Linked DNA regions of Mus musculus: region 1 is linked to region 2. The links are chromatin contacts, called in public promoter capture Hi-C maps. All regions are on one chromosome and are shown on one strand. The core of a region is the stretch at or near the end of the contact, and the rest is flanking DNA. Distances in the headings are between cores, read along the strand shown.

Region 1 (3,993 bases), core at 1,248-3,747, 120 kb before region 2:
AGCTTAGGCAGTCAGCCACATAAAAGAAAAAGAGTCTTTTATCTTCTCGAAGGAACTTCCTCCTGGGTGGACCAAGTAAGGAGGATTTGTTTTGATCTTAAAGAAAACACCACTGAACTACAATAGAGCCCAAGGAGCGAGGCATGAGAGGGAGGAGACACCCTCTTCCTCAACAATGATGGCTGTTGTAAATCTGTAAACAGTTATGGTCAGTGAGTTCAAGGTCATACCTGGCTACAGAGAGTTATAGACCAGCCTGAGTTGAGACCCTGTCTCAAAAGTCCTAAACTAAATCAATTCACTAATTTAGTCAAATACTCTGTAGGCACTGTGGAGCAGTAGCACAGGTGTGACAAGCAGGAAGTAGAGCACTGTGTGGATTTAACAGCACAGCAGGGAGATCCCAGGTAGCTCAGCTGCCTCTTCTCAGAGAACTGAGTGAGGTGCAGAGACTGGGCCCTGCCCAAGGCTGCGGTGCACCAGCAATGGCAGCAACTCAGACTGAATCACAAGAGGTCCATCTGAAGACCCTGATCAGCAGGTCCCAGAATCTCAGCTTCTAGTCTACAATGCAGCCTCTCAGAGGGTGAATCTGTCCCTGAACACCCCCCCCCCCTCTCCAGGACCAGTAACACATAACACAGCAGTGCAGTGACTTTACATTTGGTCAATCTGAGATGTCAGGCAGCCTGAGGACAATGGTGACGCCTCAGACATCACCAGCCTCTGTCCCAGACAAGGGATATAGAGAGTTTCAATGGTGACGGCTGTGATGCCCAGAACAAGCTCCAGTTCTCACAAGGAAAGACTGGGGCCTTGGTGGTCAATCGGGAAGACAACAGAGAAGGCAGAAGCCAAGTAAGAGACAGCAGTCATGTCACTGGGCAGACTGGGAGCCGGCAGCCAGAGCTGACGTCATGCAGTTTCCCTGAACCCTGGGACTAAGCAAAGTGAAATGGCTAAGGGGGTAAAGGCATCTGCTGCCAAGTTTGAAGACTTAAGTTTCACAAAGAAGAAGGACAGAGCTCTGGAAAGTTGTCCTTTAGACTCCACTGCTTCCATGCCAAGACTATCCCTCTACACACACACACACACACACACACACACACACACACACACACACTAGACATCTAGATAAGATAGGTAAAATAAAAATCTAACATTTTCTTTCTCCTGTTTTAAAAAAATGGGTGTCTGATACAGGTGGGGGGTGGCAGTGCACACCTTTAATCCCAGCAACTGGGAGGCAGAGGCAGGCAGATCTCTTTAAATTCAAGGCCAGCTTAGTCTAAAAAAAAAGTGTGTGTGCGTGTTTTTCATAGAAAAGAAAGGAAAAGAAAAGGAAAGGAAATGAGAGAGAAAAGAGAAGAGAAGAGGCTAGAGAGATGGCTCAGCCGTTAAGAACACTGGCTGCTCTTCCAGAGGTCCTGAGTCTGAGTTCAATTCCCAGCAACCACATGGTGGCTCACAACCATATATAATGGGGTCTGATTCTCTCTTCTGGCATCCTACAGATATAGCACTCATACACATAAATAAAAAGAAATCTATTTTTAAAAGGGTGGGGTGTGTGTGTGTGTGTGTGTGTGTGTGTGTGTGTGTAGTTGGAGCAATGGCTCAGCAGTTAAGAGCACTAGTTGCTCTTCCAGAGGACCCAGGTTCAATTCCCAGCACCCAACATGGTGACTAACAGCCATCTCTAACTTAGGGAATCCATCACCTTCTGATCTCAAGCACCAGGCATGATACATAAACACACACACACACACACACACACAGGCAAAACACTTTCATACATAAAATAAAAAATTCTTTTTTTAAGGATGTGTTTATTTTTTTATTTATATGAGTACAATGCAGCTGTCTTCAGACACACACTAGAAGAGTGCATCGAATCCCAGTGCAGATGGTTGCATGTCACCATGTGGTTGTTGGGAATTGAACTCAGGACCTCTGGAAGAGCAGTCAGTGCTCTTAACTGCTGAGCCATCTCTCCAGCCCTTCTTCTTCTTCTTTTTTTTTAAAGAGTATTTCCTGGGCAGTGCAGCAGAGCACACACTATGGCTTCCCAGACAGCTCTCCTACAAATGCCAACTGTCCTTAGCTGGCAGCAGCAATAGCCTCCAGCTATCTAGTTCTTCCTTCCCCAGGCCACCTGCCTCCACAGGCCTGAGTACTTTTCTTAGCTGTTGCTATGACCTTTCCTGTGTGTCCTGGCTGCCCTAACGTTCTAGTCCCACTTAGCCAGTTCTGTGCTATGCGACGTGGGTCTGCTTCCTTCTCTCTCAGGTCTGGGTTTCCTGGTTAGTAAAACTCTGCCAACTGTGAGGGATGGCAACAAATTTGTGGGGGATGTCGAGAACTCTGGCTCAAAGACATCCACACCTCGATACGTAAACGTAAGATCATTTCTCTAGGCCTGGTACAGGGACAGCACATGGTAGGTGGTCAGTTAAGTGTAAAGTGTTGCATCATTTCTCATTCCGAAAAGGAGCTGCCTCCTTCTGTTTCCTTCCCTTTTTTCTTTGGCAGAGTGACTCATGCAGCCCAGGCTGGCCTCAAACCCTATGGAGCAGAGGATGGTTTGTAACTCCTAACCTTCCCGGTCTCTACTTCCCAAGTGCCAGGATTACACATGTGCATCACCATGTTTATGTAGTGCTGATGGACTTGAGGCTTTACACGAATGCTAGGCCAGTATGTTAATAAGTCACACACACAAATACCCCTTCCCCAACACAGATATTCAGAAAGCTTTTCTACAAAGGTCTTGTGTCCACTCAGAGCTGGACCAATACAGTCCGGGTCTCCAGACTATCTAGGTTCACTAGTGGCTCTCGCCACAAACCATTGACCTTTGCAGGGGTTTCTGCCAAGCCACCCTTCCCTAGGGGACTGCCCACCTAGTAATAGTCAGAGGCTGTATTGAGAGCCTATCCTTCCTTCCTTCCCACTCCTGCTAGTTCAGCCTCAGACAGATGGTAGTTGGTTCTGTAACAGATCAGAGCTCCTGCATTTGGTCAAGTCACCAGCAGCTTGAACAGTGCCTTATAAATCAGTGTCGGCTGCTAGGATTCAATGTTATTGAAGAGACAGAAGGCATCTGAGCCACTGCCCAGAGAGGGCTCTTTATCAGGCCCTCTCTGGGCAGTGGCTCAGTTATGGCATAGGAGGACATCCCCGTTCACAGGACTAGTGACAGGGACCATTGTAAACAGCTTTTCCTCCTCAGAGCCTCTAGGGCTCTAAGCCTTAGGCCCCTTGGAGGATGAAAAGGGCTCCTGGGAGGGGACAAAAAAGAGGTAGCACAACGGCTGATCCAAAACCCAGGTCTGTTTATTTTTTTCTGTACAGAGAGAGTGGAGAAGGTAGAGACAGCTATGTGAACCAACAGCTGGAGGTGGGTCTCCAGGCCTCCAGGGAGGGAAGCCAAACAGAAGCAAGGAAGGATGAGTCAGCCATTGCTTGAGAAACCTGGCAGGATGTAGGTAAAGGTCCTGCGTGGAGACCCTTCCCCGTCTCCGTAATTCCGGAGACCTCGGAGCCTGAAGCCATGAGATTAGAGGTCATGCCGCATAAGCTCCACCTGCTATCTCTGGCAAACTGACCAGGGCCTCTGGTGAAGGTGGGTGTGTCTCTTCTCAAGTGACAGGGTGAAGCCTTCCTGTTGCCTGCTAAACTCTGCACGCACAGCCTGCTCCTATCAACGCCATCCCTGCCTGCCCACACAGGCTCAGTCTTCCCCCATTACAGGCCAAATCTGACTGTAAGCCCCTTAAGCCTCTTCCTCCCTACCTGTCTGTCCCTACACCATGCTTCTATCCCAGCAGCGGCCACATCATGGCAGGACCAAGCCTGCTCTCCCCAATCTCCCCTTCTACTGACCCAGAATTGGGAACAAAACAGGTGGGATGAAGGACTGACTCTGCCATTTCACAGACAAGGACACTGAAGCTCAGGTGGTGGTAGTGGCAACCCGGCACCTGCCTGGCC
Region 2 (3,943 bases), core at 311-2,810:
GCCTGGTCTACGGAGTGAGTTCCAGGACAGCCAGGGTTACACAGAGAAACCCTGACACACACACAAAAAAAGAAAGGAACAAAGGCAGAGAGTTGCAGAGGAAGATAAGGTTACCTCAGTACTCAACTCTCAAGTTGCTCACACCACACACAAAAGAAAACAGCGAGAGTCAGTGCCACCCCTGGACTGGTGAGGCCGCCAGAGGAGCAGAGTCTAGCGGGTTGTACTCAGCCTTATTCATGAAACACAAGGCACAAACATGCACACAAAATAAGTACATCCTTTTTTTTTTTTTAAAAAAGATTTATTTATTGATTATATGTAAGTACACTGTAGCTGTCTTCAGACACTCCAGAAAAGGGAGTCAGATCTCGTTACGGATGGTTGTGAGCCACCATGTGGTTGCTGGGATTTGAACTCTGGACTTTCGGAAGAGCAGTCAGGTGTTCTTATCCACTGAGCCATCTCACCAGTCCTTTTTTTTTTTTTTTTAAGATTTATTTATTGTTATATGTGAGTACACTGTAGCTGTCTTCAGATACACCAGAAGAGGGCATCAGATCTCATTTCGGGTGGTTGTGAGCCACCATGTGGTTGCTGGGAATTGAACTCAGGACCTCTGGAAGAGCAGTGCTCTTAACTGCTCAGCCATCTCACCAGCCCTAAATACATCTTTTTGGTTGCTGTTTTTTTTTTTTTCAAAGCAATCTGTCTACATTGTCCTGAAACTCACTATAGATCAGGTTGACCTCAGACTCATAGAGATCTGCCTGTCTCTGCCTCCTGAGTGCTGGGTTTAAAGGCCCAGCCCACCATGCCTGGCCCAATAAATCTTTTTCAAAATCTGAGCTACGTGAGACCTTGTCACAATAACACAACAAGATGGGGACTAGGGACTGGGGGACCAGAGACACGGTTCAGCCATTAAGAGCTCAGCCTGAGCTCCTGGAACTCCAGCCTCCAGCCTCTGCTGGGACCACGCTCACCTCACCTGAGCAGGCGAAGCTGTGTATGCTCTCTCTCTCTCTCTCTCTCCCTCTCTCTCTCTCTCTCTCTCTCACACACACACACACACACTTGCACACACAGAGACTTACACACACACACACACACACACATAAGGGGAGGGGGAGGAAAAATGAAAATAGAAAAGAAAAAGCTAAGTTAAGTGGGATCTTACTTGACAGGAAGTTAAACTGAAGCCACTTGGTTAATCCCCACAGCTGGTGGCCAACATAGCAATCATGTAGACTGATGATCAAGCCCTTCAGCGTCTAATCTGGCCGTTTCTCCGGTAGCTCCTGCGTGTGGGAGCTGGAATGTGTCTGTGCCGTCCCCAGCTACAATCCTCACTGGGAGATATTAAGACAAAGACTATCTGTACACAGTGGGGCCTTTGGGAGATGATTAGGAAAGGGACTTTTGCCTTGTGGCAGAGCCCTGGTGGCTTTATAATAGAGCTGGGTCTGTGACATGAGCCTGCCATCCTAGCTACTGAGGAGGCTGAGAACAGAATGTGACAAATTCAAATACAGAAAGGGTGCAAGGCCACCCTAATGACGTCATTCTCTTTCCACACAGTGGATGCCATGTGACCCCTGCCTAAAGCTCCTGGTGCCTCCCCTCCCCCTGACTGTACCTCCAAGTATGAGACAAACCATTCTCTTTAACCCCTGCTCCCCACAAGCGCATGACTTGCAGTAGAACCCTTGCTGAGAATCCACTATGGAGGAGCCGGGGGCGGGGCTCAGCAGTAGTGCACTTGCCTAGTATCCCTGTGATAGCTAACTTTACCTCAACTTGACACAACTAGGGTCACCTAAGAGGGAACCCCAGCCGGGCGGTGGTGGTGCACGCCTTTAGTCCCAACACTCGGGAGGCAGAGGCAGGCAGATTTCTGAGTTCGAGGCCAGCCTGGTCTACAGAGTGAGTTCCAGGACAGCCAGGGTTACACAGCGAGAAATCCTATCTCAAACAACCAAAAAACCAACCAACAAACAAAAAAAAACAAAAAAAAGGAAAGAAAGAAGGAAAGAAAGAAAGGAAGAAAGAAAGAGAGAGAGAGAGAGAGAGAGAGAGAGAAGCCGGGCGTGGTGGCCCACGCCTTTAATCCCAGCACTCCAGAGGCAGAGGCAGTCGGATTTCTGAGTTCGAGGCCAGCCTGGTCTACAAAGTGAGTTCCAGGACAGCCAGGGCTATACAGAGAAACCCTGTCTCAAAAAATAAAAAAATTAAAAAAAAAAAAAAAGGAGAGAGAGAGAGAGAGAGAGAGAGAGAGAGAGAGAGAGGTGGTGGGGAAGAACAGGGCAGCTGGACTGGGAAGTCAGTGGAGGAAGGTCCATCCAGCCAAGCTGGGCATGAGGACTCATCTACCCAAGCACGGGGGGGGGGGGGGGGGGGGGGGGGGCGGGGCAGATAAGAGAACCAACACAGGCAGTGTGCCACGATGCTTTTGCTGGGACATCAAGTGGCACCCTGCCCCCACAACTTTCAAACACTGGCTAAGTCAAGGGCTCCAGTGTCCAAGGCCTCACCCACACATTCCCCGTCTTCCCAGAAGTCTGGGCCTGGCCCAGAGAGATTGTCTGGCTCCTCAGACAAGTTCTTCTGACAAGAATTTGGGGGCAGTGCCCGTGCAGTGAAGGGATGGAGAGAAAAAGATGGAGTTGACCCTGGGAGCTGATGCCTGCAATCCCAGCACTGGAGTAACAAGTCAGGGAGATGGTAAAATTGAGACCAGTGAGACCAGTTGAGACTGCAGAGTGAATTCTAGATCAGCCTAAGTTTACCTCTAAAAATAAATAATTCATAAATTAGTTAAAAGCTGGGCATAGGGGCACACACCTTTAATCCCAGCACTTGGGAGGCAGAGGCAAGCAGATCTCTGAGTTTGAGGCCAGCCTAGTTACATATTGAGTACCAGGATACCCAGAGTTGAATAGAGAGACCCTGTCTCAGGATATGAATGAATGGAGCTAAAGAGATGGCTCAGCAGTTAAGAGTACTGACTGCTCTTCCAGAGGTCCTGAGTTCAATTCCCAGCAACCACATGGTGGCTCACAATCATCTGTAATGGGATGTGATGCCTTCTTCTGGGGTGTCTGAAGAGAGCTACAGTGTACTCACATACATTAAATAAATAAATAATAATAATTTTTTTAAAAAGAAAATGAATGAAAGAATGAATACATAAATAAAAGCTCACAGGTGTCATTGGTGGAGCGCTGGCTTCGCGTAAAACCTGAGAAACCTGGGCTCTTCCCTAGCAACCCATCAACTGAGCAGGGTGGAACATGCCTGTCACCCCAGCCTTCAGATGGTGAAGGGAGGCAGGTCAGGAGTTCAATTGAGTTTGAACCTGAGTGTGAGGACAGCCTGGGCTACTAGAGACCCTGTCATAAACACATGCAGACATTTCAATACAGATTTAAAAACAAAACAAAACCATACAACAGTCAAAAGTCAGAGAGGAAGAAACCACTTTTACCCTCACTTCCTCTCCGAGACAAGTTCTGAGTAGTTCCCCTTTCTCTCCAGGTGCTTCTGCAGGCCACAGACCCAGCACATCTGTAACCTACTGTCTTCTAACCTCCACGTGTTTGGTGCTGGGATGAACCAAAGAGACATTCACTGACTTTGAGTCTCACCCACACCCTAGTCTCATCGCCCACACTATTCTCTCCTGCCTAGTTCATAGGGTAACAGTACTGCATATTATTGCTCCTCAGCAAGGCGAGCCTCCTTCTTGGATAAGGCTACAAAGTAACCAATTTAAAGCTTGTTTAAATCAGGACTATTGGTTTTTATTTTACCTGAGTGTCTTGCCTGCATGTCTCTCTATGCACAATGGGGACACATGGTGCCAGCAGAGGTCAGAATAGAGAACCTTGGGACGGAAGTTAATGATGGTTTTGAGCCACCACCTGGGTTCTGGGAAAGGAAG

The links. Capture Hi-C pulls out chosen DNA fragments and counts their contacts.
Region 1: a promoter capture Hi-C map of adipose tissue shows a contact between it and region 2. The contact joins two enhancer-like sites. A contact is called at or near these places in 4 of 39 promoter capture datasets (the C10 cell line, cranial neural crest, hematopoietic stem and progenitor cells and 1 more), 2 of 484 Hi-C or Micro-C datasets (B cells and liver), 9 of 115 datasets of contacts at active chromatin or transcription factors (the SCID.adh cell line, bone marrow-derived macrophages, effector CD8 T cells and 4 more) and 3 of 9 other capture datasets (adipose tissue, liver and pancreatic islet).

The regions. Positions count from the first base shown.
Region 1 is chr9:21,451,700-21,455,692 of GRCm38.p6, reverse strand. The region is part of intron 1 of Dnm2 (dynamin 2); the gene reads right to left. Among named protein-coding and RNA genes, the nearest start is that of Gm46104, 12 kb to the left of the region's middle. Within about 2 kb of position 2,497, at least 100 of the 459 cell types and tissues checked have an H3K27ac peak or open chromatin away from gene starts, as enhancers often do. A contact at or near this core is called in adipose tissue, bone marrow-derived macrophages and hematopoietic stem and progenitor cells, where this site is marked.
Region 2 is chr9:21,327,773-21,331,715 of GRCm38.p6, reverse strand. All of the region lies in intron 1 of Slc44a2 (solute carrier family 44, member 2), which reads right to left. Among named protein-coding and RNA genes, the nearest start is that of Gm39302, 8.6 kb to the right of the region's middle. Within about 2 kb of position 1,560, at least 62 of the 459 cell types and tissues checked have an H3K27ac peak or open chromatin away from gene starts, as enhancers often do. A contact at or near this core is called in adipose tissue, bone marrow-derived macrophages and hematopoietic stem and progenitor cells, where this site is marked.